Linked DNA regions of Sus scrofa: regions 1 and 2 are each linked to region 3. The links are chromatin contacts, called in public Hi-C and HiChIP or PLAC-seq maps. All regions are on one chromosome and are shown on one strand. Each heading gives the region's core, a stretch centred on a gene start, on an enhancer-like site or on the middle of the called end of the contact. The rest is flanking DNA. Distances are from core to core; before and after follow the strand shown.

What was found. A called contact is a pair of places that touch in the nucleus more often than the background predicts. HiChIP or PLAC-seq counts read pairs in DNA pulled down with a chosen protein or histone mark.
Region 1: an H3K27ac HiChIP or PLAC-seq map of alveolar macrophages shows a contact between it and region 3. The contact joins the promoter of PSEN2 here to the promoter of AHCTF1 in region 3. A contact is called at or near these places in 3 of 5 promoter capture datasets (fetal liver, fetal skeletal muscle and liver), 1 of 47 Hi-C or Micro-C datasets (liver) and 2 of 2 datasets of contacts at active chromatin or transcription factors (alveolar macrophages and skeletal muscle).
Region 2: a Hi-C map of liver shows a contact between it and region 3, with 2.9 times the contacts expected there. The contact joins the promoter of COQ8A here to the promoter of AHCTF1 in region 3. A contact is called at or near these places in 2 of 5 promoter capture datasets (fetal skeletal muscle and liver), 2 of 47 Hi-C or Micro-C datasets (liver and skeletal muscle) and 1 of 2 datasets of contacts at active chromatin or transcription factors (alveolar macrophages).

What each region holds. Positions count from the first base shown.
Region 1 is chr10:14,542,709-14,546,242 of Sscrofa11.1, reverse strand. It overlaps PSEN2 (presenilin 2), which reads right to left and starts at 1,571. Exons shown (of 10, transcript NM_001078666.1): 1 at 1,431-1,571. The coding sequence starts at 1,571. LOC100510923 (a long non-coding RNA gene) reads left to right here. Exons shown (of 4, transcript XR_305804.3): 4 at 1,379-1,959.
Region 2 is chr10:14,595,808-14,599,258 of Sscrofa11.1, reverse strand. COQ8A (atypical kinase COQ8A, mitochondrial) reads right to left here and starts at 2,022. Exons shown (of 15, transcript XM_021064416.1): 1 at 1,867-2,022.
Region 3 is chr10:15,040,239-15,043,531 of Sscrofa11.1, reverse strand. AHCTF1 (protein ELYS) reads right to left here and starts at 1,364. Exons shown (of 37, transcript XM_021064442.1): 1 at 963-1,364.

The sequences.
Region 1 (3,534 bases), core at 322-2,821, 500 kb after region 3:
AGCGGCCCAAGAAATAGCAACAATAACAACAACAGCAAAAAAAAAAAGACAAAAGACAAAAGACAAAAAAAAAAAAAAAAAAAAAAGAAATGGCTCCGGGAGTTCCCATCATGGCTCAGTGGTTAACAAATCCAACTAGGAACCATAAGGTTGCGGGTTCAATCCCTGGCCTTGCTCAGTGGGTTAAGGATCTGGCATTGCTGTGAGCTGTGGTGTAGGTCGCAGACAAGGCTCGGATCCTGTGTTGCTGTGTCTCTGGCATAGGCCAGTGGTCACAGCTCCGATTCAACCCCTAGCCTGGGAACCTTCATGTGCTGTGGGAAGCGGCCCTAGAAAAGGCAAAAAAAAAAGAAAGAAAGAAAGAAAGAAATGGCTCTGGAGTAGCTATTCCGTAGCCTTGAGCTGATGAGATCTCTCTTGGAGCCCAGAGGAGGACAGAAGGGAGCTCAAGTTTCAGCAAAGGAGAACAAGGCCTACTGGAATAAAGAAATCCTACAGGTGAAATGGAGATGGGAATTCAGGCAGATTCAGGTGTAGTTTTACCCTGATGGGGAGGAAGGTGGCTTGGCTGGTCACTCTCCCACATATATCCTCCAGTTCATAATGTAATAATCTGTCCTGCAGGCTGCAGAGGTTAAGACCACACAGTGCAGCCCACCCCTCCTGCTATGGGCTTGACGTCTGTGTCCCCCGAATTCACAGGCTGTGATGATGTTTGCAGGTGCAGCCTTTGGGAGATGACTAGGTCATGAGGGTGCAGCCCTCATGAATGGGATTCGTGCCCTTATAAAGGGGGACCCAGAGAGTGCCCTCCCACCTTCTGCCACGTGAGGATACAGAAATCAGCCACCTATGAACCAGGAAGTGGGCTCTCAACAGAATCAGAGCTGCCAGCACCTTGACTTTGAACTTCCCAGTCCCTAGAGTAGTGAAAAATACATTTCTGTTGTTTATAAGCCACGCAGGCTACAGTAATTTTGTGCTGGTGGCCTGAATGGACGAAGACACATAACCAGCTCCAAAGCCAAACGTGAGACAGGTATACCACTCTCCTGGTTACCATGTCTGGCCATCTACCAAAAAAGTTCTCTCCAGCAATTTCCTCAATTTCCTAGCTTCTGTGCTGCCTGTCCCAGCATCCAAACTCACTCTCTGGTTCCTATTGAAACAGTAACCTGCACTAGGAAGGGGAACCCAATGGGCAGGGCCAGGGCGGAAGGAATCACTCAGCGCCCTGCAGAGTTGACCTTTAACAGGCTGTGTACGTGCAGAGTCTACTGTGAAGCCTTCACAGACTTAAGATCCACTCAGCAGACCACCTGTCCTTTCAGCCAATTCTCATCTGCTCTTTCCCTTCCCTCCTGTTTCTATCCATTAGGTACGGACCCAGGGCCCTGTCTGGGGGCCTCAGACCACTGGCAGGAACCTACCCACTGAGCAGCACTCTCTCCATCCTCCAGGCCCTGCCTGCCTTCCTGGCAGGAGCGAGGCGTGGGGCTCTCGGCCGACATCAGGGACGTCCGCTCGTCACACACTTCTTCCTCGCTGTCAGAGGCCATGAAAGTGAGCATGGCCCCTCCTCCGAAAGTGCCTGGAAAAGGAGCACAGCGGACTCTGTTCCACTTTCCTACAAGGCAAAGGCAGAGGAGGGTGAGAGGCAGCTTTAAGACCTGGACTCAGGTCCTGCCCAAACTGACCACCTAGGACACAAGTGTCAAAGGGCTGCTATAAAGCCACGGTCCCCAGGGGCCACCACAGAGGCTGTAGCAGCCTCAAGAGGGACTGGCCAGAGGAGATCCAGTCCATGGGGCAAAACTCCCAACCAAAAATGTCCTGGCCACTCCAGACTGTCAGTACACTCACTTATTGAATCAACAAACACCCGTTCAGTACCCATAATGTGCCAACACTTTTGTCCTAAAACCAATAAAAACCAGCTATCCAATGTGACAAATGATATAATCCAGGTGTTCACCAAGAGGTACTGAAGCACAAAGAAGAATTACATCTCAGAGATCAGGAAAGCTTTATAGAGACGATAACGTCATCTGATGGAGACAGACTTTCCTAGGTGGGAGGGAAGGGCAGAGGGTGTGAAGAATGTTCTAGCCAGAGCCTGGCACTGCTGGGGCTTGGGGAGAGGTGCTGTGGAGGGTCTCTGGTGCCATGTTAAGGAGATATACTTCATCCCCCAAGGACAGAGGTGACAGATCAGATCTCTGGTTACAAACATATCTGGCAGAGTTCCTGTTATGGCTCGGCAGAAAAGAACCTGCCTAGTATCCGTGAGGACATGGGTTCAATCCCTGGCCTCACACAGTGGGTTAAGGATCCAGCGTTATTGCAAGCTGTGGTGTGGGTCACAGATGCGGCTTGGATCTGGTGTTGCTGTGGCTGTGGTGTAGGCCAGCAGCTGCAGCTCCAATTTGACCCCTAGCCTGGGCACCTCCATATGCTGCAGGTGTAGCCCTAAAAAAATAAATATGTCTGGCCACTGACTAAGAAAGGGGTAAAAAGAAGAGAGGGAGACAATCATGGGAAGTGAATCAGGCTTAAGGTGGCAGCAAGATGGATGAGAGCGAGGGCAGAGAATCCAGAAACAGTGGGAGGGAGACAGTCAGGGTCAGAGGTGGGGGATGGAACAGGACAGAGTCCAGGACGGGTAAATAACGGTTAATCTGATCCAGGAACCTACTGAATGTAAATGGGCGAAAAGGGGCAGCTGCCTGGGGTGGTGGGGAGAGTGCCCCGTGTCGGGAGCAGGGGAAGGAGATGAGAGTCATGAGTTGAGAAGTGGCAGCCACGGGAGCAGTGAGCCAAGACCACGAGAAGCGAGCACGTGTGTGTGTGTGTGTGTGTGTGTGTGTGTGTTGGGGAAGTATAGCTGAGGGCAGGACTCACAGGAAAACCAAGGCTGAAGGGACTACACAGGACGGAGCCGGTCCCTGAAGACGCTGTGCTGCCCCAGTGGTGTGGTTGGAGCACCACGTGGGCGCCAGGCAGTCCCAAGCCTTCCAACCCCCAACAGGACAGCTGAGCTGCCAGCAGGGCCAGCGTCCCTGTCACTAGCCTCCCTGAACCCTGGGCCGAGCCTCAGGCCACAGGGACAGCCAGGGCTGCTCTCGGCTCCAAGTTCCTCTCCACGTCAGTTGCCCCCAGAATCGATGATTTTCAAACAGAGCAGGACGCTTCCTTCTACTGACCCGGCCAGTTCCGTTCCGCTTGGCAGGGTCTGTGACTGCTTTTTTTTTTTTTTTTTTTTTTGACAACACTGCCCTAGGCTGTGGCCTGGATCATGCCCAAGTGGACTTCAGCTCATCCCCAAGCCTGGCTCTGCTCACCTCGAGGACTCAGGCCCTTACAGAAGGCTCCCCACAGCTCCCACAGGGGTTCAGAAAGAATACGCGGAGCTCCCCTGAGTTCAGTGCTAGGAAGCAAAGTAGGTAACTGCCAGGAGGGGGTGACAGGACACTGGGCTACTTAAGACTAAACGGGGGGGACAGTCTACCAACAGTGGGGATTAGATGTCTCAGC
Region 2 (3,451 bases), core at 773-3,272, 440 kb after region 3:
ACCTAAGCGGTTCTCATCCAAGGTTGATGCTGTTCTCTAGGAGACATGTGGCAATGTCTGGAGACATTTTGGGTTGTCATAACTATATGTGGTGGTAGTGGTGGCAGCACTACTAGCATCTAATGGATAGAGGCCAGGGATGTTGATAAGGTTGAGAAACCCTGCCTTAGGTGACACACAGGGAAATGATCAGACTTCCTTAGTTCACATTTCCTTTGAGTTGCCCGAGATCAGGCCAAAAATCATAACCCTGCTTTGTCTGTTATCTGCAAGGCTGAAAATGCCCCAAACCATTACAGTCTTTTTTTTTTTTTTTTTTTTTTTTTTGTCTTTTTACCATTTCTTGGACCACTCCCTCGGCACATGGAGGGACTTGTTAAAGGGGTCCAATCGGAGCCATAGCTGCTGGCCTATGCCAGAGACACAGCAACACGGGACCCAAGCTGAGTCTGCGACCTACACCACAGCTCATGGCAACTCCGGATCCTTAACCCACTGAGCAAGGCCAGGGATCAAACCTGCAACCTCATGGTTCCTAGTCAGATTCGTCAACCACTGAGCCACAACGGGAACTCCAAACCATTACCAATCTTAAAGATGCTGCTTCTGGAGTTCCCACTGTGGCTCAGCAGTAATGAACCCGACTAGTATCCATGAGGACTCAGGTTCAAACCCTGGCCTCACTCAGTGGGTTAAGGATCCAATGTTGCCATGAGCTTCAGTGTAGGTTGCAGGTGCAGCTTGGATCTGGCATTGCTGTGGCTATGGTGCAGGCCAGCAGGTGCAGCTCCAATTTGACCCCTAGCCTGGGAGCTTCCATATGCTGCAGGTGTGGTCCTAAAAAGACAAGAACAACAAAAAAAGCTGCTCCTAAGAACCACCAGCACCTCCCTTTGTCTCTTCTCTGGAGAAGGGCCCTCCTGCCAACATGACCCACCCACCCATGACAACTGGCAGGCTGGCATCAGGCATGTTCAAATCCCCAGCAACAAGTCAGGCCTGGCAGGCCCAGCCCTTCAGGCTTCTGTCACACACACCTAGGGCCCTAGTGAGCAATGATAAGTTTTCCCATAGGCTGCAGGCTCTAACCAGGAGGAGAGACTGCACAGAAGTCTCTCACCCTGCAGGAGACTGGCACCCCTCACCCAAATACAGAGTCCCAGCACCCAGACCCGCCCCTGCAGCATTCCCCATCCCATAAGGCACCTGGGAGAACCGACCTGGGCTCGGCAGCAGGGCAGAGGCTGGAAAAAGGCACATGTTTAGGCAATTAAGCCCAAACCACTCACAAGACCCCTAGTGTCTGGAGGAAGAGGACGGTCACAGGAAAGCCAACAGAGGAAAGAACCAAGAAGGGCCCCCTTTCCCAAGTTCACTCCAAACCCCACCTGTGAAAGCCAACAGCTGGCTCGGACCAAGGGAGTCAAAGTCCTGACACAAACATGGGGCCGGGGGCAGTTAGCTCCTCTGAGACAGTGCAAAGGGATCTGGGCGTGAAGAGAAATATCATCATGAGAAAGCAAGGCAGGAAAGCAGTACTGGACACCAAGAAACACAACATCAGGTCACCGGAGCTGCCCAGCATACTCCGGGGGCCTAAGGCTTGGGCACGTGACCCTCGTCCCCTCCCAGAGACAGCCCTCGGCTAAGGTGGGAACAGGGGTAGGAGACAGCCGCAGGGCGCCCACCCTGCATTCTGAGGCGCGCTCACCGCTCGGCTGCCAAAAGCCGGAGGCAAATTAAATTCGCAAAAGGGAAGCCGCGCCGTCCCTTGTGAAAGATGCAAGAAGGGCCCAAGCGGGTGGTGAGCCCAGCTCTGGCCACAAGCAGACAGCACTCAGGGCACGCGGAGAGCTGCAGCCTTACCCTGCTGCAGGAAGCTAGGATCCGAAGTCACCTTCGCGCCGCCTCCGCGCACTCGGCGCAGCGCTGGCTCCCCGCACGCGCTCCGGATCTGTTTACCAACTCGCCCGCGCCCGGAGACCCAGCACCCGCAGCCCCGCCCGCGGGCCGCTCCCATTGGCTGCGCCGCGGCCACCGGCCCAGCGCCGCCCAGCAAGGGGCAGCGTGCTCGGCCCGTGCGCTCGACCTGTGGCCAATCGGAACAGAGGGCGGAGAGAGAGGAGCCAATGGGAGACCACCCCAGCGCGCAGGGCCCCGCCCCGTCGTCCCTCCTCGCTGCCCTTTCCCCTACTTGGGAAAGCGGGGCGTTCTGGGCTTGGAGGCCTGGCGCGCGTGCGCCCAAACAATTCCCCCCCCCCCCCCCGCTCCGCGCCCGCCTCGGACCAGGCGGAGGGCGCAGGCGCGGTGACCGGCAGTTGGCTGCTACGTCCCAGACGATGCTCCCCGGGCCTCTGAGCGGGCCTGGAGGGGAGGCAGTGGAAGGAGCAGAGGCAACCGCAGCGGGCCCGCCCCGTGCTCGCCTTATGTAACGAGGACCCCTGTCCCAGTTCCCGCTGAAGGGGGAAGAGCTGTGGGCAGCCTGGGTGCACGTCTGAATCGGCGCTCCGGCTCCACCCACTTGTCGCATTTCGCCGCGGGTCCCTCTTTTGGCTTTGCGGGCAACTGCACGCGCGCGCCGCTGGTGGCCCCGGTCGGGTCGCCCGAGGAGTAGGTCCGGAGCGTGCAGCGTCGTTTGCTCCTGTTAGCGAGAGTCTCCTCGGGAAGGCCCGACCCTCCCCTGAGCCGGGCGACAGGCCAGCACGTGGAAGGCGCGGAAGCGGGCCCGGCGGCGGCTGGCGGCCAGCCGGCTTGGTTGAGGGGTCCTCAGGAGTGAGAAACAGCCGACACAGAGCTGTCCCAAGAGAAAGTGCTTCCTCCAGAACCAAGTGGCCCCAGGTCTCCAAGTCACCCAGAGGTGCAGATTTGAGCCCCGATGGTGTGACAGTTTCCATTCCCCGGTCTGCAGCTCTGTCCTAGGTTATTGGTGGAGCTTGTGAGGAAAAGAGAAATAACAATTCAGTGACTTTCATATAAATATTTATATTCATGCCGAAAAGTTGTCCTTTATTCTGAGACTATTTTGAGGAGTTCACATTTACCATTTTTGAAACATGTTTAATATTACTGCTTAGAAAAATCAAAAGCATTTCGGAGTAGCCATCCTGACTCAGCGGTTAACCAACCCGACTAGTACCTATGAGGATGCAGGCTCCATCCCTGGCCTCTCTCAGTGGATTAGGGATGCGTGTTGCCCTGAACTGTGGTGTAGGTCGCAGTCATATCTCAGATTTGGCCTTGCTGTGGCTGTGGTGTAGGCCAGCAGCCACAGCTCCAATTTGACTCCTAGCCTGGCAACTTCCATATGCTGCGAGTGCAGCCCTAAAAGGACCACAAAAAAAAAAAAATTTTTTTTTTGAAAGCATTTGCATGCTGATGCCTGAAATGGGAGGAGGGGGAATCCAGACGTGAACTGACCTTCACCTTTCCTCATGAACGCTGGAGCCCGTCG
Region 3 (3,293 bases), core at 115-2,614:
AGTCAAATCCTCCAAAATAAGTAAACCTACCCTAATTTCTTCTCTCCTCACACATATAGTCGATGAAAGCTCCTAACAGAAAATTCTTAACATCTACTGGCACTTTAGAATATTCTAAGAATAAACTGAAGCTGAGAGTTTCCAAGAGACCCACAATTTATCCTAAAGGACTCAGGTTCTTATCAAATATTTTCTCAAACTGCCTCTTAGAAAAAAGATAATAACGGCTAGTTTGAACCACGTTGGCTTTGAGAACAAATTAACCTCCCCACGGCCCCCAAACAGTCAGGGGTAACTAAAAAATAATCGCCCTCAAGTTTCCAGGTGGGGACAAGCACGGCAAACGAATACCCACTCCAAGATGTACAATGATTTAAATCTCCTGTATCTGACCGATTCACTGCACTTTTCAAATCACGAGTCATAACTTCTTCCCCGCCCCAGACTCACCCGAGCCAGGCCCGGGAGCATGTGGAGCAGACACCAACGTAAGACAGACTGAGAGTACCAGCCGGTTCCGCCAGGGGAAGGCCGGCCAAGGTCTCAACCGCCCCGGAGGGCAGGAGGGAAAAGGGGTCGCAGTCCAGGACCGCCTGGGAAACATGAGGACAAGGCTGTAGGCGCGCTAGGAGCGGGGTGTAGACCCCGAGGCGCCTCTCCGTCGCCATGTGCCGCCGCTCCGCCGAGAAGGAGGTTATATAACCAACGCTCGGAGCTCTGGAGCGCGCCGCACCCGCCAACGACCGCATTCGCCCCCTCGAGCCCGCTCCACGAGCCAGGCAGCTCCGCAGCCCAGCCCCTGTGGCTCGCTGGGCGGCCACAAGCCCGGCCTAGGCCCGGCGCGGGGAGGGGAGGGCCCGCGGACAGGCGCGGCGGGAGAAGCCCGGCCGCTGCTCGCGGCCCAGGCCGCGCCGACCCGCCCTCCGCGCGCCGGCCCAACCCCCGCCTTCCCTTCCCCCTACCTAAGAACGGCGGGTGACCGAGCCGCCGCTGCTGCCGAGTCCAGGGGGCGCGAGGCGAGGCGCGAGCTCCTCCCGCGCGGGTCCGTCACAGCATCTCCCGGGAGACACGGCCGCCGCCGGCAGGGCGCACGCACCTCCGCCCCACGGAAGTTGCCTCTCGGCTCGCGGGCCTCCGCCTGCGACCTCCCCGGCCACCTCAGATCCACACCCCCCGCGAGCGCCTTCGCGGGCTGCTGGGGCGGCCGACTGCTCAGCGACAAAAACGCAGCAGCTGCCTGCGCTGCGGTTCCGGGTCTTCACCCACGCGACTCTACCTCCTCCGCTCCGGCTGCGCCGGCCCGGCTTTGCGCATTAGCCCCGGCAGGCAGACCGAGTTCCACACGCCCGGGAGGGGAGGGGAGGGGAGGGGAGGGGACGGGAGGGGAAGGGAGGGGTGGAGCGGAGAGGGGCGGGGGAGGGCGGAGAGAGGTGGGAAAAGGAAGGGAGATCGCGGCGCGGAGCCCGAATTCTCGCGAGTGTTCGACCTTGGGCGCCAGCTCTGCGGGAATTTTCAAACTCCATGAAATGAGGTTGGGGGAGGGAAGAGGAGGAAAGGGAAGCCGGTCGGGAAGGGCAAGTCATTTACATAAAATGGGATCTCTCCGCCTCCCAAAGCCGAGAGGGGAAGAAAAGACTACAAATCCCATAATGCCTTGCGCGTAAACTTCTCTGGCCACCTAACCCGGGGAGCCGCGCGGAGTCGAGAGTGGTAGTCTTTATCCGGAGTGGTAGTCTTTATCTGGAGCAGCGGCGGGCTCCCTATTGCTAGGGTGTCTTCTGTGGCGGGAGAGTCGTGGTGTTATCATCTGGCGCTGTTTGCTGGCGGCCAAGTGATAATCTTTGCATTTGGCGTTTTTCGTTCTCCCGCTCGGGCTTTCCCTGCGAAAGTGGGCACCTGGCTTATCGGGAAACACTTCTTTTCCCCTCCTGTAGATATTTTTGAATATCCGAGCGTGCTTTTGTGGCCAAAGGTGTTCTCGATGCCTAGTCTAATCTTTTACCCCAAATTTTATCTAAAATTTTACCCCAAATCAGTCTTGCATGTTTGGTTACCCTGGGGTTTCATTGTGGAATTTCTTTTATTTGTTATTAGTATCTTTGAAGTTAGTCCCAGCACCCAACACTTTTCAAATAAACTTCTTCAAACAGAAACTACTCCGCAGTCAGATGTGCTAATTCAAGTCCTTGCCTCCCTCCCATTCTACACTTCCTTTCTTTGTTCCCAATTTATTCTCAGTTCATGGGTGCTGTACTTAGTAGTCTGAAGACAGTGAGTTCTCAACTCAGGTGTGCTGCTAATGAGCTGTGTGACTTAAGGAAAATCAAATAACCTCTCTGGACTTCAGTTGTCAGATCTGTAGAGTAAGGATGACTGGATTAGAGGTTCAACAGATTTATTAGACATATGTTAACTTTAAGGGCCCTGCCAGTTGTAAAATTTTAAAATCTGTCTCATCATACTTATCCGTATTAAATGACTTTCTGAAATGATCTCTCAAATTTTAATCTTTCTTTCCATCATTACTGACAGAATGCTGGTATGCTTTCTGTACGACTTTCTAGATTATCTGGACCTGTACTACAGTATTTCCCTACATAGTTCCCAAGAATCTTTTCTTCACTTTCCTCCAAACAGGATTTTATGTTTCAGTATCTCCCACTGAAAATGGTCCAGCTAAGTCTCTTTTTTCTTACAAATCTTCCCTTCAACTTCAGTCCACTTTAATTACTTAGAACTTGCACTGAAAATATGCTATGTGTATTATTTTATATGTTTCCCCTTTTGCCTCTGACCCCCCTCCATCCACCCACCACCCACATCTCAACTATACCAAGAGGAAACTTTATACTTTTTTTAACACATTAAAAAAAGCATTATACTTTGTTAATGCTTCCTTCATATTTGCTAGGGTTTTTTTTTTTTTTTTTTACTTTCAACTGCTCTGTAAACTGCATTTCCACTTTAAAATCTCTCATTCATCCCTTTTTCCTCTTTTTAGTCATTAAGCATATGCCAAATTGTTTTAGTTTCAAGAGATGTTAATAAGAGTTAAAATGGGGAAAAAAATCTGAGTTTAGTTGTCAAATGAGTTGGGGGAAAAGCTGATTAAATAAAATTAAATAGTTCTTTTACGTAATACCTCACTGCCTTTAATATGCTTGGCATTTCCCAAAGTTACTTGACCATGGACTGAATCTGTTTATGCTTGTGAAACATTTTGCCTCATTAGCGTTCCACAGAATGGACTGGTAAACAGGCTTCAAAGCTTGGAGGAAGCCCTGTGTAGTGGA